Regions from separate parts of the Mus musculus genome. Here all the other regions are linked to region 1. The links are chromatin contacts, called in public Hi-C, HiChIP or PLAC-seq and promoter capture Hi-C maps. All regions are on one chromosome and are shown on one strand. Each heading gives the region's core, a stretch centred on a gene start, on an enhancer-like site or on the middle of the called end of the contact. The rest is flanking DNA. Distances are from core to core; before and after follow the strand shown. Region 1 holds the start of Isy1 (ISY1 splicing factor homolog). Region 2 holds the start of Gmcl1 (germ cell-less, spermatogenesis associated 1). Region 3 holds the start of Anxa4 (annexin A4). Region 4 holds the start of Mxd1 (MAX dimerization protein 1). Region 5 holds the start of Podxl2 (podocalyxin-like 2). Region 6 holds the start of C87436 (expressed sequence C87436). Region 7 holds the start of 1600020E01Rik (RIKEN cDNA 1600020E01 gene).

Region 1 (3,538 bases), core at 477-2,976:
ACAGCCTAGTTGTCTGTCTGCTGCCAGTGGCTATCAGAGGAGAGCATCAAGACTGGCTTTTGCAAAGTGATGTTCATTTAAGTGCTGCCGCAGCAGTGTTAAGTCAATGGTCCCTAAATGTTACACAGGATCAGGAAGAGAACAGTTTTTTTCAGTTGGATTGTGAACTACACAGAAAGCGCACCTGCTGAATTTGGAACTAGAGATTTTGCTCCTAGCTCTTCCTCTCACCATCACTGAGACGTGGTCTCACCAAAATCTAAGTTTCCCTTCACAGCACATATTGTAGCTTTTATCTTGCAACGTTATGATGACTTACTCAGATAAACGCATGAAGTCAAGCAGAAACAGACACACAGTCTAGAGAGTCAGCAAGATGAGTTTAATTTAACTTGCCCTTCAGATTGCCCCTTCCAATCAACTCTGAAAGGAACCTGGCCAGTGGAAGGTGGATATATGAACATGACATCAATACAGGACACACCCTCCTTCAGAAGTAGCTGTTCAAGACCACTGTTTCCTCTCCTTTTTAGGTTTCTGTTCTCAACAGTCTGTAGTGTCCAAAACATCCTCTGTAAGCATTCCATGGCTTCCTTAAATGTTTATGCATCTGTTTTATTTAACAGGAGTATGTATCTGTTTGCCCCTATGTATGTGTAAATACCACCCCGCCCAAAGTGTATTAATGTTTTTTTTCTACTTAGTATTATAAAGCACAGACTGACAAGAAGGCCTATATATTTGAATGTGTCCATATTTTGCACGTGGTTATGCATATACTTACACCTGATCCTTAAACATAATTTGGTATATGCATATAGATAAATATCTACCAAAATGGGCTGGTTTTGTAGATAAGACTATACAGATTTCAAAGACATCAATAAATCTCAGAAGTATGAAAGCCACTCCGTATACTTTTAAGGGGATTTTTACCTTTAATTTTTTAATATTTTTTGTATGTGTATGAGTGCTTTGCATGTATGCATGTAAGTGCACCACATGAGTGTCTAGTGTCACTTAACAAGTGGGTGTTGGATCCCCTAAAACTAGAGTTTTGGATGATTGTAAGCAACCATGTGGGTGCTGGGAACCAAAGTGAAGTGGTTTTTGATCACTGGGCCATCTCTCGAGGTCCACGGACACTTTACTTTGAAATTACTACAGTAACTGCGCCTCTTTGAACCAACACTGTGTCTGATCTCATACTTCCATATTAAACGCTTCTTGAGTGAATGAAACCGAGAATCACAACCTCTCAACAGATCAGCCCATCCTATTCATTCACTCACGGTTATGTCACACACGTCTAGAGAATGTCAGATTCTGTCCTCGGTTTCAGGCAAGCAAAGGCGTGGAGACCCTGCCCTTTAAAAGGTCCTATCCGTGGAACCTGAGAACGCCCGGGCCGTTCAGTCTCTACGCATAATGTGCTTCACCCAGACTGAACCACCAAGACGCAATACAGCTCCCAAACTCAGTTTTCTTGCCATTTCTTACAGCTACGCCAGGTGGGAAAAGAATCCCGGCATAGGCCAGGGAGCCCGAGGCCGCACACTGGCCCAGACCTCGGGTCCCCCGTGAGCCCCATCCCTTCCCCAACGCACTCACCATGGTGCCGGCGAGGGCGCCCTGGCGCCGCTCTGCAACGCAACGTGCTCAGGCGCCCGGAACAAGGCAGGCAGACGCGGGAACGGAAAACAGCGGACAGTCTGGTCTTTTTGTCGGAAGACTAAATGGAAAGGACCGGAAATTAAGGACCGGAAGCGAGGGAGGGAGGACGAGGGAGGGGAGAGAATTGCAGTGGAGCTTCGGTAGGCGGCTTCCCGCCGACGCGTGTCCAGTGCGTCATCCCGCGCCTAAGTCAGCAAGACTACGCTTGCGCGGCAGGAATGTGTGCGTCATTTGTCGTTTGGTTTCGTTCTGCTGGTAACTGCGGTCAAAGATTCGCCTGCCTCTGCCCTTCCTGAGTCTTCTATGACAGCAGATGACCTTTTTGAAAATGACTGCACCTCTCTGAATGCACTGAGTGTTCATAGCCCCTAGGGACCCTGCGTGGAGTTCTGTCACCTGCCTGGACCCGCCAGGCGCAGGCACTGGGGCAAACCATAGCCATTGGGGCGAACCTGTCTTCCTGGGAGGCTTCTTCACCGCTGCCTGCCATTTACCTGGAGCTGAACAGTGACTGAGACTATGATCGTCCTCCTTTTAAGAAACGTGTATAATTATCATTATTCTTTATTAAAGGTGGCTGTTTCCATGAAACTGACAGATGTGATCGTGAAAGAAACATTTAAGCCAAGGAATCAGCTCTCTCTCCACACATTCCCAGAAGGCAGAGACCACATCTTTTAAAATACAGAGATGCGGTGGTGGCGAACGCCTTTAATCCTAGCACTCAGGAGGCAGTGGCAGGCGGATTTCTGAGTTCGAGGCCAGCCTGGTCTACAAAGTGAGTTCCAGGACAGCCAGGGCTACACAGAGAAACCCTGTCTCGAAAAAACAAATTAATTAATTAATTAAAATAAAATACAGAGATAAGGCCAGGCTTGTTGGCTAATGCCTTCAATCCCAGCATTTTGATGGCAAAAGAGGCCAGTTTCTGTGAACTGGTGGACACCCTGGTCTTCATAGAGAGGAAATCCAGGCGAGCCGGGGGTGCATAGTGAGAACTTGCCTCAAAAACTAAAGAAAAAGGCAGCTTGGATCCCAAGACTCAGAAGGCAGGCATATCTTTGAAGTTTGAAGCTAGTCTACAAAGTTAAGTTCCAGGATAGCCACACGAAACGACTCGAAAAACAAAAACGTAATGAGAAGAAAATGAAATACGGAGTAAGGTCCAGAGAAGAAAAAGCTACCTGGAGCAAGTGGGAAGTTAGAGACTACGTGAGTCACTTAGCAGAGATGGATTCTGGAAATGGTGGTGGGCTCTCCCACTGAGTCAACACTAAGGAGAGTACCCTGTCATAGTCCATGCAAGAATGTTACCACCGTGCATATAAGACCAAATTAGAGTCCCTTATTAGTTGGCAACTAGTGGGCAGGCTCTTGTCCCAAAGCACACTGCATCAAAGCTCAGGTATACGGCATTTATTGAGCTAAAAACCAGTGACATTTGCAGTCAGATGTAGGTGACAGGAACCAGAATATTTGTTTTGGTATGCATTTGGCAGACGTTTTTGGCTGTACATCTCAGCCATGGTCAGCTCACTATATCGGCTTTCCAAGATCTCAGCAGAGGCGTGAACTAGTAGTTCAGGATCAAACAGGTTCTGACAGATACTTTAGAACATATATGTAAGTGGGCAGCCGGTCACCCAACTAGATTCTGTGTCCCCCACTTCTTCCAAATAGGTTGTGGGGATGTAACCAAATGATTGTCGGTGGTGCTTTGGGTCAGGAGCCCCAAGAATTTTTGCCTTAACTCTTAATTTCTGCATTGCTAAAGCACTGATATTTCACATTCAGAGATTTGTGGAGTTCTGACCTTTTCTGGCTGGGGGGAGGGGGAGCCAATGGAAATGAAGTCAGAGATGAG
Region 2 (3,432 bases), core at 620-3,119, 1.1 Mb before region 1:
GGGCACTGCACTTGTGCTCACTCTCAGATTGTGAGAGTCTCAACACTCCCAGCCCTTCCTTCCTCTCTCTTCTCTCCAGGGTGTCTGGATACAGCCCAGAATGGCCTTTAAGTCACTTTGTGGCTCAGACTGACCTCCAACTTGATGCTCTTGTCTCAGCCACCAGAGGCTTACTGCAGGATTGTAATACCTTGCAAAATCTGCGTAACTCTTTGAGGTGGCAATAATAGTTCTACTTTACATATGAAAATGAGTATATTAAGTGCAGAATACAGATAGGAATTCAGAATTGGAACTCATTAGAACATCCATCTTGTGAATATATTCACCCCCTAATGAAAAGTTATATTAACCTAGTTTTTAACCTAAGATATTTACATATCTTACCGCTACCACTGAGCTCCAACTCTACCACCTACACTTTTTTTTTTTTTTTTTTTTTTTTTTTTTTTTTTGGTTTTCCTAGACAGGGTTTCTCTGTGTAGCCCTGACTGTCCTGGAACTCACTCTGTAGACCAGACTGGCCTCAAACTCTGAAATCCGCCTGCCTCTGCCTCCGGAGTGCTGGGATTAAAGGCATGCGCCACCACGCCCGGCTCACCTACACTTTTTTTGTCAACAAAAATGCAATGTCCATAAGCAGATCCTTTTTAAAAATTTCATTAAAAAATTACATCTGTGTGAGTCTAACAGTGACCTTAAAAAGAGAAAAAAAAAATCCTTACTGCACAGTATATTCTGGTATACGCCACATCTATTTCACAAGCAATGATTTTTTTTTTTCAACTCTTCCCTCAAAAAAATCTTATGCAACCTACACAGAGTGCAGCCCACCTCAACAAGCAGACTTTGTTCTTAACTGGGCGAATCTCCATCACTGGTCCCTCTAGTGACAACACAGAGAGATGTCCATCTCAGGGACTACTATGCTCCTCTCTTTACTGATTTATGGCTAGTGATGCACAGTAAAATTTCCCGTGGCTATCCTATTCAAAAAGCAAACGCCTGCTACGGAAGGGACGCGGAAGCTCTGGCTAGTCCTTTTAGGCTCAGGTTGAGGCTCTGACACTCAGGAAGCTTCTGTTTAATGTGCAGAACCCTAAGCTTTCTAGCTCCCGCACTGATCCCAGGTCCACCCAACACGCGCGAGCTCCCGTATTAACCCAGGTCTATCTGCAAACTCCCAGACCCTACACTGACCCAGGTCTGTCTGCTAATGCCCAGCTCCCGCACTGACCCCAGGTCTGCCCGGCACGCGCCCGCTCCCGCACTGACCTAGGTCTGTCTGCAAACGCCCAGCTCCCATCTGCTCCGCGGGCACTCACCTCCCGCACCGACCCTCCCGCGCTCTCCTGTCAAGGACACCGGGGTCAGGCCCCCCAAGGTGCGGGGCGTTCCGTACCTGCGCGGCGTGTTCAGCAGCCTCTGCTGCTCGTCGCCCTCGTCCTCGTCGTCGTCTGTCTCGGAGTCGGGGTGACAGTAGCAGAATGTGCCGCTGCTGCGCTTGCGCTTGCGGCCGCCCGGACAGTAACAGAAGCTGTGGCCCGCATCTTCGCCGGCGTCCGACCTGCGGGCCGCGCCCCCAGCCCCGGGCGTGGGTTCGGGCTGCTCTGTGCGCCCTGCGGGCCGCAGCACCCGGCTGCTGAGAGCGCCCATGGCTCCGGCGCCTAGGGAGCACCGAGGGGCCGCCCCGCCATGCCCGTATCTCCACCGCCTACTCCGCTGCCGCCTCGCGCGCAGCCCCAACCGTCGCCGCGAACGCAGTCACCTCCATCCTCAGCCCCGCCCGTAGCGCCTCAGCGGACCGGCTTCGCTAGACCTCGCCCCCTCCTTCTCCCAACAAAGCGCGCGCCGCAGGGCGCAGGCGCAAGGCGAGCCTCCGGAAAAGGCGGGGCGGGAGGACGGAGCCTGCGCTGCAGGTTGCGCATGCGCAGGCTGCTGGCCCGTCCCTGCGGCGCTCAGCCCCGGTGCGTGTCTGACTTCCGCGGTTCCGGCTTCAACGGAGGGGCGTGGGCACTGTGTGCTTATGCCTAACAGATCTCGGGATCTCTGTCGCTGGTTCTTCCCGTAAGCTTCCTCGATTCCGGGGTCTCATCCAGCCCTGTACGGTTAATAAGAGGACGGACTTGCCAACATGGCCTTTGCTTCCAGGGCTCTAGGACCCGACTGGCCCGGTTAGATAGATGACCGTCACCCAGCTGTGTTGACCGGGTTCAGTCTGGAGCCTCAGCTAGCCTCCAGGTCTTGCCTTCCTTCTGCTGCCTTGTTTTGATTTAATTATTATTTTATTGTGTCAGTGTCTCGTACTACATACTTCGACTCACTGTATAGGATGCTCTTGAACTCTTGATCTCCTGTTTCTACCCCCTGAAAGCTGGGATTACAGCCATGTATGTGTCACATCACCTTCGTGGACCTGAAATGCTGAGTATCAGATGCAGGGCTTCTTGAATGCTAAGCAAACATTCTACCAACTAAGCTACATCCCTGGCCCTCGATTTTTTTTTTTTTTTAAATTTTCTTCAAGGAAAAGTGTCACTCTGAAGCCCAAGGCTTCCCTGGAACTCTCAGAAGTCCGCCTATCTCAGCCTCTAAGTGCTAGGAGTTGAGGCACTGAGCTACCATACCTGCCTTTTATACCTTTCAAAGTAAAATGTTTATAATAGAATGTTTCAAACAGAGCAATACAAGTACCTGTGGACCTACTACTGGCTTGGAATTCTATCACACTTACTTTGATTCACTCCCCTTTAGCTTTATTGATATATAGTGGGGAATGAGAAACCCCTTGTGTACTAATTCTCAGTTTCCAGCCTCTCCCTCTCTGTGCCATTTCTATGCATGTCTTTACACGTATAACCACTCTTCTGCTGCACATTCAGACATGTAATTTAAATGGAATTGGACCATCCCAAACCTATGATTTCTCCTCTCCTAAAACTATACTTTGAATGGAATCTCTAGTTATTGTCACTGCTCATTGTTAGACACATCATTTGCCTACTCCCTTGCCAAGGGGTTTCAGTTATTTCTACGTAGATGCTCTTTCAGGAACACCACTCGCAAAAGCTTCATCAGGCAGATCCCAGAAACGGGCTCTTGGGAAATTTTCAACTTTACGAGTTCTTGCCAGTTTTTCGCCCCCCCCCCCCCGGAACTGACTGCATCAATTCACCATTTGCACTCCGTTATAGCAGTATATGTCCTTTGTGAGCCACTGAGGAATTTCTCATGTTTGAGAAATTCTGAGGGTGTGTAGCTGAGGCTGGTTGAAGGAGAAGTGGGAGGAAGAGAACTACGGTGGCTGCAGGGGACACGCAGGAATGTACATAATATGAAACATACGTGAGGTCATCTTAAAACATTGTCCCAGCACTCGGGAGGCAGAGGCAGGCGGATTTTTGAGTTCGAGGCCAGCCTGGTCTACAGAGT
Region 3 (3,482 bases), core at 559-3,058, 1.0 Mb before region 1:
TTGACCTGTTAATCTCCAGACTGCTTTCAGAGAAAAAGAAGATCCCTGACCAAAGCAGGGACTCCAGCTAGGAGGAAATCATCACCCTTTCCCTAATAGCTCTGTGTCTCTAGGACCACTGGGTGAGTGTACATGTGTGTGTGTGTGTGTGTGTGTGTGTGTGCCCTGAAATCAACAGAAAGCTGAGTTGACTGGCTTTGGCAAAATGGCCATCACTGAAGTTAGTGGCTCTCAAGTGGCTGTGGTAATCTCAATCTAGTTTTCAACCTCTCCTGCACACTCTTTACAAAAGCATTAAATTAATTAATTGTGTGTGTGTGTGTGTGTGTGTGTGTGTGTTCTCCAAGCCCACAATGGGGTGTCAGACACCCTGGATCTGGAGCTTCAGGCAGTTGGGAGCCATCTGGAGTGGGTACTGGGAGCATCGAGTGTTCTTGAACCAAGACCTCCAGCCCCTACCTACTACTCTTGTGTTGGTTTTGGTTTTTTGTTGGCTGGGTCTTTCTTTTTTTGAAGGCCAGATCTCGAATAGTCCAGACTACCCTCCAATATTACCCTGAACTACCGATTGTCCTGAAGTATGAGATTCTATTCCTTTTAAATCTAAAACGGGAAGCTTCCAAAAGGGTGTTGCTTGGGTTGGGACTGTCATTTTCTCCAAACTGTCCTCAAAGGCAAACGTACACCTGATTTATTTGGAGCCAAGGATAAAACCCAAGGCTTCTGGTGTGCTGGGGGCACGCTATCAACTGAATATATGCCTGGTCCTCTCTTCTTGTTCTTCTCTCCTCCGTTCTCTAGGGACTCACGGCCATAAATGGAGTTGCTTCCCACCTAAGGAAACAGTGAGTCTGGGAATGATGGGCAGAGGGATAGGTAACAACCGGCCATCCTATCCATCCTTCCACCATCCACTAAAGTGCCCAGTTTTAATGAAAGGCGCAGTTGCTTAAGGCCCAGAGTGCTCCTCCAGTAAATGGAGGCTTTCATACCCTTGAGGTGCACATTGAGCCAGCAAAGTGTTAAACCGCCAATTGTCTTAGGCGCCAAAGTCTCCAACTGGTCAAAGCACCGAGGACTAAGTTAAAATGTAGACACAGGCAGACACAGAATAAAAACTAAGAATAAGATGATTCCTGGGCGCCAGGCACTGTGTGGAGACCGTTCGCTACAAGAGAGGCGAGGAGCGCCCTAAGAAGACGAGAAAGCAAACTTACTTGCAAAAAGAAAAGGCAACACAAGTAGTGCTGGAGTGAGCTTCAGAGAATGTTAACTCAGTGGCTTATCCTCAGTGCGGAGTCCCGGGGGGGCTTTGACTCAGCAAAGGACTGCAGGAGTGCTGTGCACCGTGCGGCACTGCCTGCTCCTCCCCACGTTTCCCAGGTGGCTGCTCCGGTCCGGGACCTCACGCTTCCAGGGCGCGGAGCCAAGTGGCCCAAAGAACCCGCCTCTGGTCACAGCACCCGGTCCCTGAGCCCAAGATCCCCAGCCACAGTCTAGGACAACCGGCAGGAGCCCAAGATTCCCAGGTCCAAGCCTAGGACAGCGGGCGAGCCCAGGATCCCGAGGTTAAGTTCAGGTTTCCAGGCCCCAGCTGCGACCCAGCCTAGGATTCCCCAAATGAAGTCTAGATCTCCAGGTCCGAGCCTAGGACACCTGCCCGGAGCCTAGGACCCACACCCAGACCCCAGAGCCCGCGGCGGAGGTCCGGACCACTGCCCTAAGCCCCTTACCTCTGGTGCGGAGAAAGGCTCTAGACTACGGCGAATGCCACACCCTCGTCCCGGCCGATAGGACCCGCCCAGTCTCGGGGTGGAGACTGAGCCCAAGTTCCTGGTTGTCCCTTTGCCCACAGGAAAGTCCCTCCCCGGAGAAGCGCAGCTAGAGCACGAGAATCGCCCCCAGCACCAGGAGGGGCCTGAGGCAGATCACGCACTCGGCCTTTAACCCCACTGAGGACAGCGAGCCCACTCAGGACCCTGACCCTGCACAACCAGACTCCCAGGGTCTCAGCCTCGCGTCCTGCTGGGGTCGCACAACGTACTTGGGGCCTCGGCGCTCCAGTCTAGAGTGTAACTTGAAAAATCAGAACGTGACATCTGAGGACACAGTCCATGTCCTCCTTTCACATTATAACATACGTTCCAGAAAATTCTCAGCAGTTGCACGCCTCCCTTAAAGAAGACAGATGCAATCCTCAAAGTCAGGGGAAGGGTTCTCGGAGACAGGTACAGGTCACCGTTGGGACCGGGGTTAGAAGCAACTCTGGGTTTCCCACTAAACTTCCAACTGAAGCATTTCTTGGTTGCTAGCCAGCCTGGTTCTGGCTCCTTGCTGGACACGGAGGCACATGCCTCTTGCTACAAGGATAATGAATGCTTGAAGAACAGAGGCAGGTGCAGGCAACAGAGGCTCCACAGGCAACCTCCAATTTCATTTAACAAAGAATGGGTCGCTTTGGGCAGTGTTTGCTCTCTAGCCAACCAAAACCTAGGTGGTCATTATTTTAAATTGTATCAGCAACTGTAGCTAGAGGAGGTGGCTTATTGTGTGGTCAGGAGGAGGAAGGCTGAGGGGGTCAGGAGGAGGAAGGCTGATCTAGACTTGGGCCTGTTTTTTCATGTTCCAAAGTCTATATGTTTCTAAGCTTCCACAAGGGAAGACAAAATTAATCATGGTAATAGGAAGGACAAAATGAAGATTCAAGACTATTGTATCCTTTTAAAAGTAATTACATGCAGGGGAGGTGGGGTGGGGGGTGGATAAAGGTTAGTGTCTAGGAACTGTAGTTAGCCCACAGCTAAGCTGATCTTTATAGCAAGTGCAACCAGGCCACAGGCCTCTGATGTCACTTCTCCCAAAGTCTGCCCTAGCCCAGGTAGGGAAGCCACAGACAGAGGCTTTTACTATTACATATAAATACGTGTGCATTTTACTTATTTTATGTGTACAGATTTTTGTCTGTCTGTATGTCTACACACCAGCATAGGATCCCTTGGCTGCTGGGAATTGAAGACCTGTCTTCGGGGAAGACTCAGTGCTAGTCCCCACCTGAGTCTTTTATGGGAAACAAAGGCCAGGACTCCATCTGACCCAGGCTCATCTGGGATCTGAGGTCTGGGATCAGGGAAGGGCTGACCTCCAGTAGGAGTCTTGACTCTTTCTGAGCTCTGACAGGTGACATGCGACTTCTTCCAACAGATGGCAGGCTCTCCTGGGAATGCCCAGGAGTGCACTAACAGGGCATCTGCATCTTGTCTTACTTCTGGGGACCTGATCTAACCCAGAGCGACAAAACAATGAATAGAGCTGTTCAACTTAAGGACTCAGACTTCACACTAAAGATATCAAAATTAGGCACCACCAGGCACACACATGATGTACCTGCACACTTGCAGACAAAGTACTTGTATACATAAAGTAAAACAATAATTTTTTTATAAATATGAGAAGAGCGCCAGGCAGTGGTGGCGCACGCCTTT
Region 4 (3,398 bases), core at 90-2,589, 1.2 Mb before region 1:
TGCCCAGCTACAACTAGTATTTTAAGAGCAAGGAGGGGGACATAGGGACAGTAACAAAGATGAAATGTTATTGTGGATCAGGGACTGTGAGTTCCCAGCCATTAACTAAACACTGGTGAAATTCACAGCTTTTGAGGGCTATGAGGTAATCTCTGAGGCTAACAGGAAAAGGCTGCAACTTGCTGACATCTTAGTGTAGCATGCATCTTCTCACAGAAGTGGGTTCTACCCTCAATCACTCTGCTCAGCCACCAGGAAGAGAGGTCACAATTGGGTTACCAGGCAAACTACTGCATTTAATGTACACATTAAATATAAATTTCTACCACCTGTGTCAGGCCAGATACTTCATTTATAAAATCTCTATTAACAAGCAAAATCAACTGATACCATGCCACATTTTGAATTAAAGGAAACTCTTGCTTGTAAAGCAGGCAAACACAGTAACCCTGCTGCCAGACCTGCCTGGAGCAGCCACAGAGCTTTGCTTTGTTCAGACGGTAAAAAGCAGAATTAATCTTGCTTTAAAAAGTCACACTGAAATGTTAGACATTCCTATTTTTCTCCTCTGTTTCCTCAACTTAAAAAGAAGGACTGCTTGGCACCATGAACACATTACTGAACCCTCAATGTATCTGTAGGGCTAGAATCCTGTAAGTCAACTAACAATCAGCCTTGGTCATTTTAGCTACAGAGAAGGGGAACATTGAACAGTTACCTGCTACTGGTGCTGTTCTTCTTGGGCTTGTTCCTCCGTTTGAAGGCATCTCTGTCCTTGCTGTATGGCAGCATGGAGGCATACCCATGTTCAGCTTCTAAAAAACCGAGGGGTCCCGTTAATAAGTGGGCCCAGAGCAACTGACACCCTGTCCCCGCGTCCGTCTGTCTGTCGGAGTCCGGGACACCGGGCGGGAGCAGGCAGGCGGAATTCTGAGAACAATGCCTGCTCTTTCCTGGCGTGGACGCCCTCGGTTCGGAGCAGGTGTGGAAGGTTCCAGCTGCTCGCCGCCCCCCGCGCTCGGCTTTGGGGCGCGGGCTCGGGGGTTGGCGCTCGCGGCCGGCCCGCGCCCCAACCACCCCAGCGGCCGCCCGCCCGGCCCGCAGCCCGCCGTGCACCTCTCTCCCGCCGCTCCAGGTAGTCGGCCGCCTCCAGCAGCAGCTGGATGTTCATCCCGACGGCTGTCGCCATCCTGCACCCGGCGGGCCGCCTCTCCGTGCCCGCGGGCCACCGGCCGGGAACACCGAGGAGCCGCCGCGCTGGCCAGCCAGGAGGGGCAGCGATGGGACAGCACGGAGACAGGAGCCCAGCCGCCACCGCCGAGTGTTTATCCCGACTCGCCGCCGCCCGCCCCCGGCCCCGTCCCTTGACAGGCCCGCGGCGGCGGCGTGCCTCATTGGGCCGCCCGCGGCCCGGCCCGCCCCCGGCCCTCCGCGATTGGGGAAGTGCCCGCGGCCCCGCCCCAGAAGCCCGCTTCCCCCGCCGGTTGGCCGGGCTTGACAAGGCCCGGGCTCCGCCCCCCACGCCCCATTGGCTGCAGGACTCGCAACTCCGCCTCGTGCTTCAGCCTGCCTCCCATTGGCTCTACGCCGATAGCCGGGCCCCCTTGGGCTCTCCGGGTATTGGGCAAGTACAGTATAGGGAATGCCGCTGCGCCCGCGCCTCATTGGCCTAATCCTCGGAAACCTCCCGGCTACGATGACGTCACCTCTCTGCCCAAGCAGCGGCCCACTCCCGTGCTGCTGATTGGCTACAAGGCAGGAGGGCAGGGCGGGTCCCCGCCCACTGGCCGCCGACCTGTTGCCCACTGTCTCCGGGGAGAACTTCAGGCCTAGCTGGGGACCTCAGCAGATGGTGGCACCTAGCTCCCACCCCAGGGGTTGGGGGAAAACAGCCGGCTCCCGTATACCACACTCGCACCGAGTGACCTGGTGCATAGAGTAAGGCTGAACCCGAGGCCATCCCTTCCATCCCAGAGGAAAACACTTCAGAGCAGGCCTCTCCCCAAGGCCACCAGCACCCACAGGAAAGCTCACTTTGTAAACACAGGTCCTTGAGCATCGCGACTTTTGAAATGAGAGCTTATTCGAGACTTACAGTGTAATGTCAACATATTCAATTTAAATGGCAGGAATAAAGCTAATGGGTAAGAAGTCTGAAAACTGAAATGAGCAGGGGAGTTTAAAATGAAACGTATGAGTGTTGTCAGTATACAGTTTTAGCTTTCTCTGTATGCATATGTCAGGTAATCCACCTAGAGGGTTCCCATCCCTCAGGACAACCTGTGAGGGTTGTCATCCTTAGTTACATTTGCACATGAAGAAAGAGGCTCAGAGACAAATAACGTTCCTGTTTCCCCTTGGCTTGGAGAAAGACCTGAACCCCTGTAATCTCATCCACAACTGCCCAGGCAATCCTCTGACTTATAGTTATACAAAAACAAGACGAAACAAAACAAAACGATCCCAACAACAATAACAACAACAAAATGGCAGGTATCCAGAACTGCAGACAGCCACAGAACTAAATTCAAACCGCCATTACACACAACAGATTTGGGTGCGATGGAGAGGCCATGTTCCTGGTATGTTCAAGGATCCAATCAAGGGCTCTATGCTGACACACACACTGAAGGCAGTTTTTCATGAGGACATGGAACTTGGAAATGAGAATGTGGAAAAGAACCACTTGGAATATTTTAAAATTGTATGCTGTTTGTTAAATAAGGTTAAAAATTAAAGTATCATATGCAACTATTAAAGTAACCAACTTAATATTCATAAAATGCTTTGTTTCAGCCATTTTAACATCTTGGGTTCCACACTTTCATATTTCCTCCCAAGTTTACTGTGAATATATAACATCTTTTCAGTCTTCTCTTTCTGCTCTCAGCAACTTATTTCAATCCAGTCCTATTTCAGGATCATAATTCTACCCCTACAGTCACTCTAACGGAAAAGCCACACATTTCTTTTTAAAGGGGTGGTCAGCGTTTGAAACCCAAGCCAGAGAGACTATTTAAAGCAAGTAAGTTAAGCACAAACACGTCTAAATTCAACTCCAAACAAAAATACTCAATCACATAAACACCAGAGAGACTAAGAAATATGGCAATCTCCTTTCTTGGTGGCAAGAATAGGATTGCTTACACCAACTAGGACTTGCAGTTAGGAACAGAGTATCTAGCGCCATCTACTGGCAGTGAAGCAGTAAGTGGAAAACAAAGGGTGAACCAGCTCAGTCCTCTCCTATAACCCAACATGGTCAGTCACTATGGAAGCATGAACTGCTAAGTAGGCCTTGCCTCCCAAACATGAGAGTTCTAAAATGTGTGGGCCCCAGCTCTACGCCAATAGTTTAATACAAATGATGCATGTGATAGCACAAGAAAGGTGCTTTT
Region 5 (3,844 bases), core at 351-2,850, 1.0 Mb after region 1:
CTCCCAGAGCTTTGCAAAGATCTGGGTGGTCTGTGTAGATGTCCCAGGCCAACATCAATAGACACTTCCCCATAAAATGTGCCCAGGGCAGGCACAGCAGTGTGAGGGGTCAGTTACCTCTCTGACTTTTTGTTTTATTTATCTATCTATTTATTTAGAGACAGGGTCTTGCTCTGCAGCCCAGACTGGACTTGGATTCCCAATCCTCCTGCCCCTTAGGTTCCAAAGAGCTGGAATTACAGTTAAGTACAACCCTAATCAGCGTTCTCCCACCTCCGCCCTTCTCCAGACATTTTCCTGGTGTTCTATCATTGACAGTCTCAAAGTAAGGGCCCACCACCTATTCATATCAAACAAGGTCTTCACCTGACTTCACATAGACGCCTCCTCGAATTTGTATACATTACACTGGGTGGGTTTTGGTGGGGTAACTGCCTGAGCACTAGTGGCCAGTCCCATGCCTGTCTCCACTGGAGGGGAAGCGACGCAGTCGAGGACACGCGTTCACCAAGTCTTGTAGCCCACCCAGCCCAGCACCCTGCTCCTGCCCCAGGCCCACCTTAGGACAGGGTCCCAGCTCCGATCTTCCCTGAGAAAGCTGCTCTCCCATGTCCTGGTCTGACCCACCTTTGCAGTCAGCCTTCCTCCCTCCCCTTCTGTGGTGGCGGCTTGCCTCTGAGCCTGTCAAGCTTTTGTGCCCGCCCCCTACACTCGCACACACCCCTGAATCCCATGTCTACCCTGAGAAGCTGTCTCTTTCTCCCTCACACACATATTTCTTACCTGCCTCAGGCCCCGACCTGTCACACGCCCACACTAACGAGGTATCCGGAGTGACTGCTGAATGAAAACCACGTACCCGAGTCTCACACACAGCCCCATATGGCGGCAGTCGCTGTCGCAGACCTACCCCTTTGTCAGCTCCTAATAAAGTTGCCCCGCGCAGTCGAGGACACGCGTTCACAACGACACGCACACGCCTTCCCAGGCAAGCTCCACGCACATGTAAACATCCACCTCGGCCACGCAGCTCTTTCTTTCTCGGCCCTCGGCATCCCCGGCCCACGCGCTTTGGGTACCCGCCGGACCTTTACGATGCGATTTCTCCAAGGGTGTCACCCGTGCGCTCTCGCCTCCCTGCTGAGCTTCTCTACACCCTCGCGCGCACACACGCACACGCCCCTCTGCTCCTTGGCCGCAGACTGGTCACCTGTCACCTGTCACCTGGCGAGGGGTGGGGCGCGGACACCCTGGTGCAGCGGCCCCGCCGCCGCCGTCCTCGAGCGCGCGCGTGGCACGGAGCATCCAGCGCCCAGGACAGGGCGCCTGGGGGGTCCCCGCGCCAGGCCCCGCGCCGCCGCCTCCTCCCCGCGCGCGGCCGACCCCGCGCGCCCCACAGCCTTTGTTCTGCGGCGCTGCCAGCACTGGCCCGTGGCGCGCTGCGCCCTCGCGGCTTGGCCCGGCCCCACTCACCGGCGGCCAGCAGCAACAGCAGCGGCGGCGGCAGTCGGGCGGCCCGCAGCGGCCGGGCCATGGTGCAGCGTTGCCGCCCGCAGCCGCAGCGCCGCGGCGCCCGGGCCGGCCTCGGGGGCGCGCAAAGCGAAGGCGGCGGCGCGCGTGCGCCCCGTTGGCCTGCGTACCCGCCACTCACGCGCTCATCCGCCCAATCGATGCAGCGGAGGGATCGGGGGCGGGACCCTATTGCGGAGTCCGGCTTCGCACCTGCACCTCGGGCCTCGAGCACTTCGCCACCCGGGGGGGGGGACCTCCCTGGGAAGCGGGTCCCGAACCTTTTGTGCAGCAGACCGGGCCCCAGTTACAGCGAAGGAGACAGAGGCCAGGATCAGCAGGGACCTGTTGGGGCACGTGGCCTGGGGATCCTGAAGGCCGGAGAGGACCAGGCTTTGGTGAAGGGACTGGGCAAGAGCAGAGAGCTGAACTCTGTGCCGGGTGTAGTTTATTTTCATTTTATGTGTGTGAATGTTTTCCCTACATGTACATATGTGCACCACGTGCGTGTTTGAAGTCCACTGATGGTTGTTGAGCCACCATGTGGGTGCTGGGAACTGAACTTGGGTCAGTCCATGCTCTTAACCTCTGACCCACTACAGCTTCCAGGGGTAGTTTAGACCCCCAATTTCCAGTTGGCTTTCACAGCCTGAGGAGATTTGTCCTTGTCTTCAGACATCTTGTGGGAGTCACCTTTCTCTCTAGCCAGCGCTTCTCCTTGACTTCAAGTTTCTTTTTGTGCCAATATGGCAAATCCGACAGGCATTGCTCTTCCTAAGTGTCAGGAGGGCAGGAACATTCCTCAGCATGTTCCAGAGCCACAAGTGTAGGAAGGCAGGTTAAGCACAAACGGAGGCAGAGGGGACCTTCTATGGAGACATTTATAGGATGCATGGATGTTGGGTAAGCTGGGTTTTGGCGAAACCATTCTAGATACAGAGAGAAACTGTGGCAATTCTCAGATAGAAAGATGTCTCACTTCTTTAAGTGACAGTGAAAACACTGACTGAAGCGTGACTGTCCCACGCCTGTAATATTTGTACCGCACTAGAAGGGATTCAGGTTAAGACCAGGGCAGTCTGAGCGACATAAGATTGTCTGGTGGGGGAGGGGAGCTAGAGAGACAGCTCCGCACAGAGTTTGTGGCTCTTGGAGGACCCAGATTTGGTTCCCAGCACCCACACTTGCTACTGTCTGTAACTCCAGCTCCAGGAAACCCAGTGCCTAGTCTTCTACTAGATTGAATCAGTCTGTACTTAAAGGCATGCTGTGTTGGGAGAGAGACTCTAGGTTTGTGTTTTAAAAAAGAAGAAAAGGCTTTGGACTCCTTCCGAAATAATAAGGATCAGACTTGACAGAGGGCGACTCCCTGAAGATCTTGGCTACAGACAAGAAGAGGAAGACTGGCAAGATCAACAAGATGGGTAATGTATACACTGATCCCTATACTTGGGGACAGCTCTGGGACTTAAATGTCTATATACAGACAACAAATTGTATTGACTACAAAATTCTCAGGGCTTATTATGACATACCATCTTTTCAGATAGTGTAAATGGAGATTTGAGTTTGATTATATGATCAGACTAACTTCTAAAGAAAGACAGTTGTCTTTCACCTGTTCAAACAGCAGAAAATCATTCTTAATTGATCTCCGCACCCCGCACTTTCAATGCAAATGTCGATAAGGTTTGTATATTGCAGAATGGAAGACCAAGAAGGCAGCCCTGACAGGATTCACCCTCGAGGATCCTGAGCTACTGAGACCTACTGTTCCAGCTTCTTGCTTGATCCTACTTCAGCTGTATCAAAGCTATTTCCTCTAAAGACTTGCTTCCGGGACATTTTCAGAATAATTAGCTCACTTGGCCCAGCCTTTCAGACTGTTCCAGTCAGACTTCATTTAAGCCTACACTTTCTCAACATACAGAGACTGGACAACAGATGCTACAGCTAGCTTTCTTAAGAGTAACTGGTTTTAGCCGGGCGTGGTGGCGCACGCCTTTAATCCCAGCACTTGGGAGGCAGAGGCAGGCAGATTTCTGAGTTCGAGGCCAGCCTGGTCTACAAAGTGAGTTCTAGGACAGCCAGAGCTACATAGAGAAACCCTGTCTTGAAAAACAAAAACAAACAAGAGTAACCGATTGATTTTGTTTTGGTTTTGTTTTTCTAATTTTCTTGGGTCCTCCAAAAGGAATTCTTTGCTTCAGTTCAGCAGGAAACAATTACAAGGAGACTGTCATCCCTGTCCCTTAAGTTGGGATGGATGGTTTTGGTCATTTTATGAGTTATAGATATGTTGTCATTTTAGGAGATGGTATACAAATAATTGTGG
Region 6 (3,682 bases), core at 299-2,798, 1.4 Mb before region 1:
TTTTATTCGAGACAGGGTTTCTCTGTATAGTCCTGGCTGTCCTGGAACTCACTTTGTAGACCAGGCTGGCCTTGAACTCAGAAATCCGCCTGCCTCTGCCTCCCAAGTGCTGTGATTAAAGGCGTGTGCCACCACGGCCCGGCTTTTTGTTTTGTTTTGTTTGTTTTTATCTGCTTTTTTTGTTTTGTTTTGTTTTTTGTTTTTTTTTAAATGTCAGTTGAAAATTGCAGCCTGGGAGAGCTTGGTGTGAGGACACCCAAGTTGGCTGGTTCTGAAGACAGGGAGGTGAGGATCACAAGGTCTTTCATGAACCACTGCACACTTAATGAGAAAGGAGAGAAACAGCATCCAGAAAGATGTTGTCTGCATGTCTCTCTATTGGAGGGCTTGACATTGAACTATAGAACAAAGGAGAAACACTTCCCAATGCCAGGCAAAGAAATGAGGGTTGATGCTCTCTGGTCACCACTTGAGGCAGTTGCTAGGAACTAACTAGCCATGTGATCCAGGTATAAATATGAATGCTTTTGAACTTAACAGCAAATAAAAATTGTGGCGAGAGGAAACATCTCTTTTTTTAGTTCCTTCAGTTTCTGAAACAATATTAGAAAAATCTGATCCCAGAAAAGGGCCACTGTAACGGAGAAAAGTAAAATTTGGCTAGAGCAAAGCAATTGTGCCTACAGCGCACCACCAGTAGGTGTCCAAGCTATGGGAACACACCGGCCTCACCTAAGGCACCATAGCTTTCCGAGTGTTTCTGAAGTGCGGTGGTGGCACATGTCTTTAATCCCAACACATTGGAGGGAAGAGGCCCGCGGATCTATGTTCGAGACCAGCCTGATCTACAGAAAGAGTTCCAGGAAACACAATATTGGTGCCGGGGATTTACGATTCTGAAGAACAAATATACATAAAGTCTATTTCGGCTCTTTCCAAGGGGGGAGTCGTTCAATAATGTGTAAGAGCGAAGCGAGAGAAAACCATACAAGCTCAGGCGAGCTCTGCTTCCGATTCCAGTAAAACTGTTTTCAGCACAGAATTGTTCAGGTTCGATGTACTAGGGACCACCGGGAAGCCCTTGCTGGTGTGTTCTGTACGTTTAGGTAAAGCCACAAAGTGTCAGCACCCTGAGCCTTCTCTGTAGTTTTCCAAAAGAGAGCACTCCCCTGAAATACTACAAATCCCATGGTGCCACTTCAGCGGAGGTGAGCGGGCCCTTGGCGCACGTGGGCTGATCTGACCAATAACGACCGTCGTTACAAGCAAACAGTTTGGACGTGTTTGTAAAAGTCCGTTTGTAAAAGGAGAAGAGACGCGGCGAGGGTCGTCACCAACGAGATTCCTAGAGTTGCGAGGCAGGTAAGGGGGCAAAGTGGGAGAGGCCAAGCACCGGCGGAGCACGGCTTAGGGTGGGAACAGAGGCGGAAAAAGTGTTCGGGGAACTGCGTGTCGGACTGCTGACATTTTTGCTGGGCCCTCAGTTTGACGCCGCCGGAAGTGGGCGTTTTGCGCAGGATGCCGGGAAGCGGGTCGCATGGGAAGTGCGTTTTCCAGCCGGCCGTTCCCGGAAGCTGAGCTTAGGCGCGCTCCCCTAAACAACACCGAGGAATTGTGGCCCGGACTCTGTTATTTGACAGTGACCGGGCTGATTCTACAATCAGTAAAGGTCTGCGAGCTGTGACGTCTCGATCCAACCAGACAGTTTTATTCCTAAAATGGGTAAATAGCGCCTCCACAGGATCCCTTGTGTGAATGCATGCACTCGAATACTTCTTTCTTACTTGGGGCGGTGTTCACGTGCCCAAAACAGCGTCCCCACACCGACCAGCTCAGCGGCCGCATGGGACAGGGGGCAGCCTACCGCGCCTCGGGTTCCCTCAGCCAGCGCCAGGCGCTGCTCACCCTCTTGCTGAGAAGAGACAATCATCGGGAGACCCTTCAGGTTTCCAGCGGAGCTCCTTCACAAGTCGCGTTCCTTGTGTATCCTTTTTTAAGACAGAGTCTGCAAGCCGGGCGTGGTGGCGCAGCCTGTCATCCCAGCACTCGGGAGGCGAAGGCAAGAAGATCTCAAATTCCAGGACAGCTAGGCTACATAACAGACCTTGTCTCAAAAAGAAAAGAACAAACTGGGTATGGTGACGAGCTCCTTTAATACCAGAACTCTACAGGCAGAGACTGGCGAGTCTCTGAGTTCGAGGCTTCCCCGGTCCATCCCAGGACAGCCAGAGCGATACAAAGAAATCCTGCCCCCTACCTCCCGCCCCACCACACCCCAAAAAAGGAAAATAAGAAAAAAACTCTGTAATAATTCGTAGTGATACATGTTTTCAAATTCGAATAGTAAAAAAAATGAGATTAAACCTCCATTTCTCGGGTCTCAAATTACTGCTGAGGAAATAGACAACTATGCTGTGTCCTTAAAGTCTTTTCTAAAAAAAGATTTTTGTGTATGCATGTGTGTATATCCAGTGTGTCAAAGGAGTTGGACTTCCCAGAATTAAGAGTTTTAGGCAGATGAGCCCTGATGTTACTGCTTGGAACCAAACTTGGGCCCTCTAAAAGAGCAATACACACTTTTAACCACTAGCCATCTCTGCAGCCCCATTTTCCCCTTTCCTTTCCTTTCAAAACCAAGCATAGCATACACAAAGCACTAAGCTTTGTTACTGGTATACAGATCTCAACTGTTTTTAATGGCTTTACAGTCGCATCTTACTCAGCACACTGTACTTAGTTCTTTAATGGAAGTCCTTTTCCTATTCTGCAGGTACAAAATCTCATAGAGGGATATCTGTGATTTGGATGCCAGCCTGGTCCACATATTGAGTACAGCCAGGTGTACATAGTAAGACCCTATCTTCAAAAAAGAGGTGGGAGCTGGAAAGACCACCCAGTAGTTAAGAATACATACTGCTCTTGCAGAGGATCTGAGTTGAGTCCCCGGCACCCATGTCTAGTAGCTCACAAGCACCTGTAACTACAGTTCCAGACATATGCAGTGCAGCCTGTTGGCTATGGCTGCCTGTACTCATATGCACATAGCCTGACACAGGAAATAGGTTTCAGCCCCTTTGGAAACAGTTTTTCAGGTTCCGAAAATGTTAAGTGTACAAAGGAAATAGCTATGTTTACTATGATATTTACATTTATTGAAATATATGGCTCAACACTGTGGTCCATACATGTAGCCCTATCACTTAGGAGGCTGAGATAAAAGGATTATCTAGAGTTTAAGGCCCGCCTCAGGTACATAATAAGTTTCAGGTCACAGAGTAAAACCTTATCTTAAGAATAAATAAAAGAAATAGTAGCCGAGCGTGGTGGCGCACGCCTTTGATCCCAGCACTCGGGAAGCAGAGGCAGATGGATTTCTGAGTTCAAGGCCAGCCTGATCTACAAAGTGAGTTCCAGGACAGCCAGGACTATACAGAGAAACCCTGTCTCGAAAAACCAAAAAGAGAGAGAGAGAGAGAGAAGGAAAGAAAGAGTACATGGGTCTCAGTATATATATGGGGGGGGGGGTGGTCTTACTGGGGATCAAGTCAGGGGTCTTCTCCAGACTGAGCCAGTGTTAGAACTCGGCTGTACTGCCTTCAACCCTGTGCAAGTTTATGGGAAGACATTTTTCTATACAAATACTTGTCCCAGTGATCTGAGCTCTGTGTATTGTAGCCAGAAA
Region 7 (3,700 bases), core at 310-2,809, 1.3 Mb before region 1:
TGTTGATCCGCGCGCCGCTCTCCTCGCGGATCCTCTTCACCGACTCCCCTTTCTTCCCGATGATGCTGCCTACTTCCTTTCCGTGCATCAGCAGCCGAATGGTGAGAGTCACGTTGAGTCCGCTTTCAGTCACACCGGCGTCCATGGCGAGCGGCGGGCGGCGTTCGGGAGTTGGGCTCGTTACGTGGTCAAGTCCTGGGCGGCTGGCGGGGGAGGGGAGGAGTAGGCCCGAACTGCCGGCGCGAGGCGAGCGGGGGGCCGCAGGAGCGGGCGGGCGCGGGCGGGAGGCCGCGGCGGCGTCGCAGGACTGGCGGCGGCGGCGACGGGGGCGAGCGGGACCGGGAGCGGTCGACGGGCGGGTGGGCGAGGGCGCGGCGGTGGCGACTCCGGCGGCAGCCTCGGCGGTCTGGGCGGGGCGGGAAGCCCGCTTTCAACCCCGCGTACCCTCTGACCCCGGAAGTGCTTTCCGCGCAGGACCCCTAGGAGAAAAAAAAGAGGACCGGCTTTTTTAGGTCACAAGACTGCGCCAGCGCGCGCGACCCTTGAGAAAAATAACCCGGTGGCACCGCCGTCGGGTTGAAAACGGACAACGTGGGCAAAACTGGGGACCCGGCAGAGATTGAGAGGGAGCACGTGTTTTGTTAACCCTAGCGGCTCCGGCAGGGGACTGGGAAAATATACTGGTTTTGTGCCGGGGACAGATAATTGTTTCCCGGTCCGCCCAAGGATTCGATGGCGGAGCGATACAGGCATCGGCGGAGGCCGCTGCAGGCGGGAGCTAGGCCGCCGCGGGTCGAAAACGTGCGCGGGAGGGGACCAGGGCGCATGCGCGGCAGCGAGGGGGGGCGCGAGCGGCCCGCGTTGGCTTCCGTGGGGGGAGGGGCGGCGAGGCGAGGCGCGGCCCGGCGGCTGTGCACGCGCTCTGCTGGGCACGTGGGGCCCCTTCGTCCCCGGCGTCCGGGCGCCTGGTCCCAGCCCCCACCTTGGCCTCCGTCCGGCGGCTGCGTCCGCGACGCAGAGAGACTCGAGCGAGAGTCACCCGCCCCGGCGAGTGCCGCTCGGGCTAGTGGCGTTAGGAACGGGGGCCGCTGGAATGGCGTCCACTTACATAATGCTTTGTTTGCACTTGGTCGGCTCCGGTTAGGGAAGCCCTCGGAGGCGCTACCTCCTGCCCTCGTGTTTTATGTCCCACGATAGTTCCCGAGACCTTAGAGGAGCGGTGCGCACTGACGGCGTGCCGGCATGGCCCCCCGCATGTCCGCGCTGGCTCGCCCGCCGCCTGGACCACGCTTTCGGGAGGCGGCCAAGCCTGGGCGCCGCCGCCATCTTGGGAGGTCGCCCTGACCGAGGCCTCCCGCCGGGAAATGGCCCTCGAGACGCTGGAGAGCGCCTTGTGCTTTCTTTGCCGGCTCCTCGTGCCGCCGCCATAGTCAGCCTGGAGGAGGTCGTGTGAAGGAACGTGTTGTTTAATACTTGGCCGAAAGGACCAGCGTGGCGTTCCTCACCCCACCGCCACCCCACCCCCGAGCGGGGAGGGCTGGCGGCCATGTTTCCCAACAAAATGGCGACACGTGTCGCCATCGAAAAATTGGGCCGGGTCTGAAAGCTCTAGAATGTGCCTTTCATCAGTCTCAGAATTTCCCATAGGATGAAACAGCAAGAGGTGCTTTTGGAAGAAAGTTAATTCCCTTGGTGGGCAGGAGAATAAATAAAATGCAGGCCTGACACGGGATTTTTAAAAAACTGAGTAATGGCAGGCAGGTGTGTGCCTGTGTGTGTGCGTGCGCGCGTGTGTGCACAGTATGTAACCAAGTACCCAAGCATCTAGAAAAAATTTCTAGTTTTTTTCTAGATGTTGTACAGGTGGTGCTGTAACTGATTTAAGATTGTTATGCCTAATAAGCCATAGAATGGCAATGTCTCACTATTCAACTGTCCAGTGATCCTAAAGTTCACAGTTATGTCCACTTTTCCACCTTTACAGTCAAGAGGAACAGATTGTGGGTGTGGGTGTGCCACAGCAGATTCCATTCTAAACATTTTATCCCATGCAATATATATTTTTTTTAATTGAAAATTCCATGAAGTGGGTATTTATTTCTCTTTCTTTTCCCCAACAGAGCAAGACAATCCCAGAGAGATGAATGAAGTGAATGACCCAAGGTTACACAGGATGGAACCTATATCTTCTGATTTCTCTACTGGTGAGCACCTTTTGCAGATTTTTTTATTTGAATCAGAGTTTTAGAATTTAATTTTGCTGAGCTGGTTATCAGACATAGGATCTCTAACTTTTTAGCCAAGCTGTCTACCACTACGCCACAGTTTTGTGTGTGTGGTTTTTTTTTTTCAGTGCAGAGGCACTGAGCTCTGGATCCTCCTGTCTCACTTCACAAACACTGGAATGACAGGATGTGCCACCACTGGCATGTTGAGGGCATGGTAGGAAACACCTTTAATCCCATCACTGGGGAAACAGAAACAGGTAGATCTTTGAGAATTTGAGGCCAGCTGGGGCTACAAAGTGATACCCTGTTTCAAAAAAAAAAAGAGAAAGAAAAGAACTGACTTGTGTGAACTTGTCATTTCTAAAGGAGCCACTCAGAACCCCCCCCCCCCCCCCCCCCCCCCCCGCCCCGCACCTGTTTGTATGTTCCGTGCCTTCACTTATTCCTGGTGTTAGTGACATTTGTTTAGGCTCAAATATTATTTTACAAAGCCTCTGGATGAGGACAGGAAGAGGATGTGATTCAGGCTTGCCCAAAAGTTCAGTATCTGTTCATCTGGCCTCATCTGAGGCCCATTTCCCTCCACCTGGCTCCAAGGGAGCAAGCGAGCAGTTCCCTAGAGACTTGCTTTCCTCAGTTGCTTGTGGATGGATTTCTGGTTTCTCCATCCCAGTCCTTTAAGCAGATAAAATAAGTTACTTTACCTGGTTCCAATCATCTATTTCTCTTTAAATATTGACAGAGCATGGAGGAATATTAGATAAATCATAACTTGTGACTCCTCAAACCATGCGGCCTTCACTATTCAGTGTATTCAATTAAGTTCAATGTAGGTCATAAATCAGCTTTTTTCGTAAAAGCAGCACAGATGCATGTGGTATGGAATTATAATTACAGAGAGGTTATAACCTTCATTTAAATTTGTTAAATACTCATGGAAATGAGTGTATAGTTAGGTATGTTTAAATTTATTAAACTCACCTGGTCTAGAAGGTGAGGGTACTTCTCAGGAATAGACTCAAGCTCCCAATTAGGTCAGCTATTTCTACCCATAATTCCTAAAATCATGTACTGAAGTCTGCAAATAGCTATTTATTAGGCTCACATTTAAAAATTAGGTTGGGTTTTTGTTGTCTTGTTTTAAGACAGGGTATCGCCATGTAGCCCTGGCTAGCCTGGAACTTCTTTTGCAGACCAGGCTGGCTTTGAACTCCGAGCGATTCATCTGTCTGTCTCTGCCTCTCCAAAGTTCTGGGAATAAAGATGTGTAGCACCACACATGGCAAGCAAAAGAAGACTTGGGGGTTTTTTTGTTGTTGTTGTTTTTCAAGAAAGAGTTTCTCTGTGTAACAGCCCTGGGGCTGTCTTGGAACTTAGTCTATAGACCAGGCTCAGCTTGTACTCCGATGTAGGTAGTGGATAGCGCAACAAACATGTACTGGAGTGGCTGTGGCTGTGTGGGTGTCGGAGAG

The links. Promoter capture Hi-C pulls out the DNA fragments that hold promoters and counts their contacts. Hi-C and Micro-C count contacts between places; a contact is called where the count stands out from the background. HiChIP or PLAC-seq counts read pairs in DNA pulled down with a chosen protein or histone mark. Capture Hi-C pulls out chosen DNA fragments and counts their contacts.
Region 2: a contact with region 1 is called in a promoter capture Hi-C map of liver, with 2.5 times the contacts expected there. The contact joins the promoter of Gmcl1 here to the promoter of Isy1 in region 1. A contact is called at or near these places in 6 of 39 promoter capture datasets (the C10 cell line, cranial neural crest, hippocampal neurons and 2 more), 1 of 115 datasets of contacts at active chromatin or transcription factors (large pre-B cells) and 1 of 9 other capture datasets (adipose tissue).
Region 3: a contact with region 1 is called in an H3K27ac HiChIP or PLAC-seq map of bone marrow-derived dendritic cells, with 4 times the contacts expected there. The contact joins the promoter of Anxa4 here to the promoter of Isy1 in region 1. A contact is called at or near these places in 2 of 39 promoter capture datasets (cranial neural crest and liver) and 1 of 115 datasets of contacts at active chromatin or transcription factors (bone marrow-derived dendritic cells).
Region 4: a promoter capture Hi-C map of liver shows a contact between it and region 1, with 5 times the contacts expected there. The contact joins the promoter of Mxd1 here to the promoter of Isy1 in region 1. A contact is called at or near these places in 2 of 39 promoter capture datasets (the C10 cell line and liver), 1 of 484 Hi-C or Micro-C datasets (CD8 T cells) and 1 of 9 other capture datasets (adipose tissue).
Region 5: a promoter capture Hi-C map of embryonic stem cells shows a contact between it and region 1, with 2.1 times the contacts expected there. The contact joins the promoter of Podxl2 here to the promoter of Isy1 in region 1. A contact is called at or near these places in 5 of 39 promoter capture datasets (the HPC-7 cell line, cranial neural crest, embryonic stem cells and 1 more), 4 of 115 datasets of contacts at active chromatin or transcription factors (embryonic stem cells, extraembryonic endoderm stem cells, large pre-B cells and 1 more) and 1 of 9 other capture datasets (embryonic stem cells).
Region 6: a promoter capture Hi-C map of liver shows a contact between it and region 1, with 3 times the contacts expected there. The contact joins the promoter of C87436 here to the promoter of Isy1 in region 1. A contact is called at or near these places in 3 of 39 promoter capture datasets (cranial neural crest, hippocampal neurons and maxillary cranial neural crest), 1 of 484 Hi-C or Micro-C datasets (B cells), 2 of 115 datasets of contacts at active chromatin or transcription factors (astrocytes and embryonic stem cells) and 1 of 9 other capture datasets (liver).
Region 7: a contact with region 1 is called in a Hi-C map of muscle stem cells, with 6 times the contacts expected there. The contact joins the promoter of 1600020E01Rik here to the promoter of Isy1 in region 1. A contact is called at or near these places in 1 of 39 promoter capture datasets (the C10 cell line) and 2 of 484 Hi-C or Micro-C datasets (CD4 T cells and muscle stem cells).

What each region holds. Positions count from the first base shown.
Region 1 is chr6:87,837,033-87,840,570 of GRCm38.p6, forward strand. It overlaps Isy1 (ISY1 splicing factor homolog), which reads right to left and starts at 1,727. Exons shown (of 11, transcript NM_133934.4): 1 at 1,612-1,727. The coding sequence starts at 1,614.
Region 2 is chr6:86,731,509-86,734,940 of GRCm38.p6, forward strand. Gmcl1 (germ cell-less, spermatogenesis associated 1) reads right to left here and starts at 1,870. Exons shown (of 14, transcript NM_011818.3): 1 at 1,403-1,870. The coding sequence starts at 1,656.
Region 3 is chr6:86,791,776-86,795,257 of GRCm38.p6, forward strand. It overlaps Anxa4 (annexin A4), which reads right to left and starts at 1,809. Exons shown (of 13, transcript NM_013471.2): 1 at 1,734-1,809.
Region 4 is chr6:86,667,820-86,671,217 of GRCm38.p6, forward strand. Mxd1 (MAX dimerization protein 1) reads right to left here and starts at 1,340. Exons shown (of 6, transcript NM_010751.3): 1 at 1,117-1,340; 2 at 719-815. The coding sequence starts at 1,189.
Region 5 is chr6:88,873,446-88,877,289 of GRCm38.p6, forward strand. Podxl2 (podocalyxin-like 2) reads right to left here and starts at 1,601. Exons shown (of 8, transcript NM_001347327.2): 1 at 1,474-1,601. The coding sequence starts at 1,534.
Region 6 is chr6:86,437,126-86,440,807 of GRCm38.p6, forward strand. It overlaps C87436 (expressed sequence C87436), which reads left to right and starts at 1,549. Exons shown (of 10, transcript NM_001364557.1): 1 at 1,549-1,722.
Region 7 is chr6:86,525,771-86,529,470 of GRCm38.p6, forward strand. It overlaps 1600020E01Rik (RIKEN cDNA 1600020E01 gene), which reads left to right and starts at 1,560. Exons shown (of 5, transcript NR_037960.1): 1 at 1,560-1,663; 2 at 2,121-2,204. Pcbp1 (poly(rC) binding protein 1) reads right to left here and starts at 419. Exons shown (of 1, transcript NM_011865.4): 1 at 1-419. The coding sequence starts at 145. It overlaps Gm38676 (a long non-coding RNA gene), which reads left to right and starts at 2,994. Exons shown (of 2, transcript XR_869219.1): 1 at 2,994-3,636.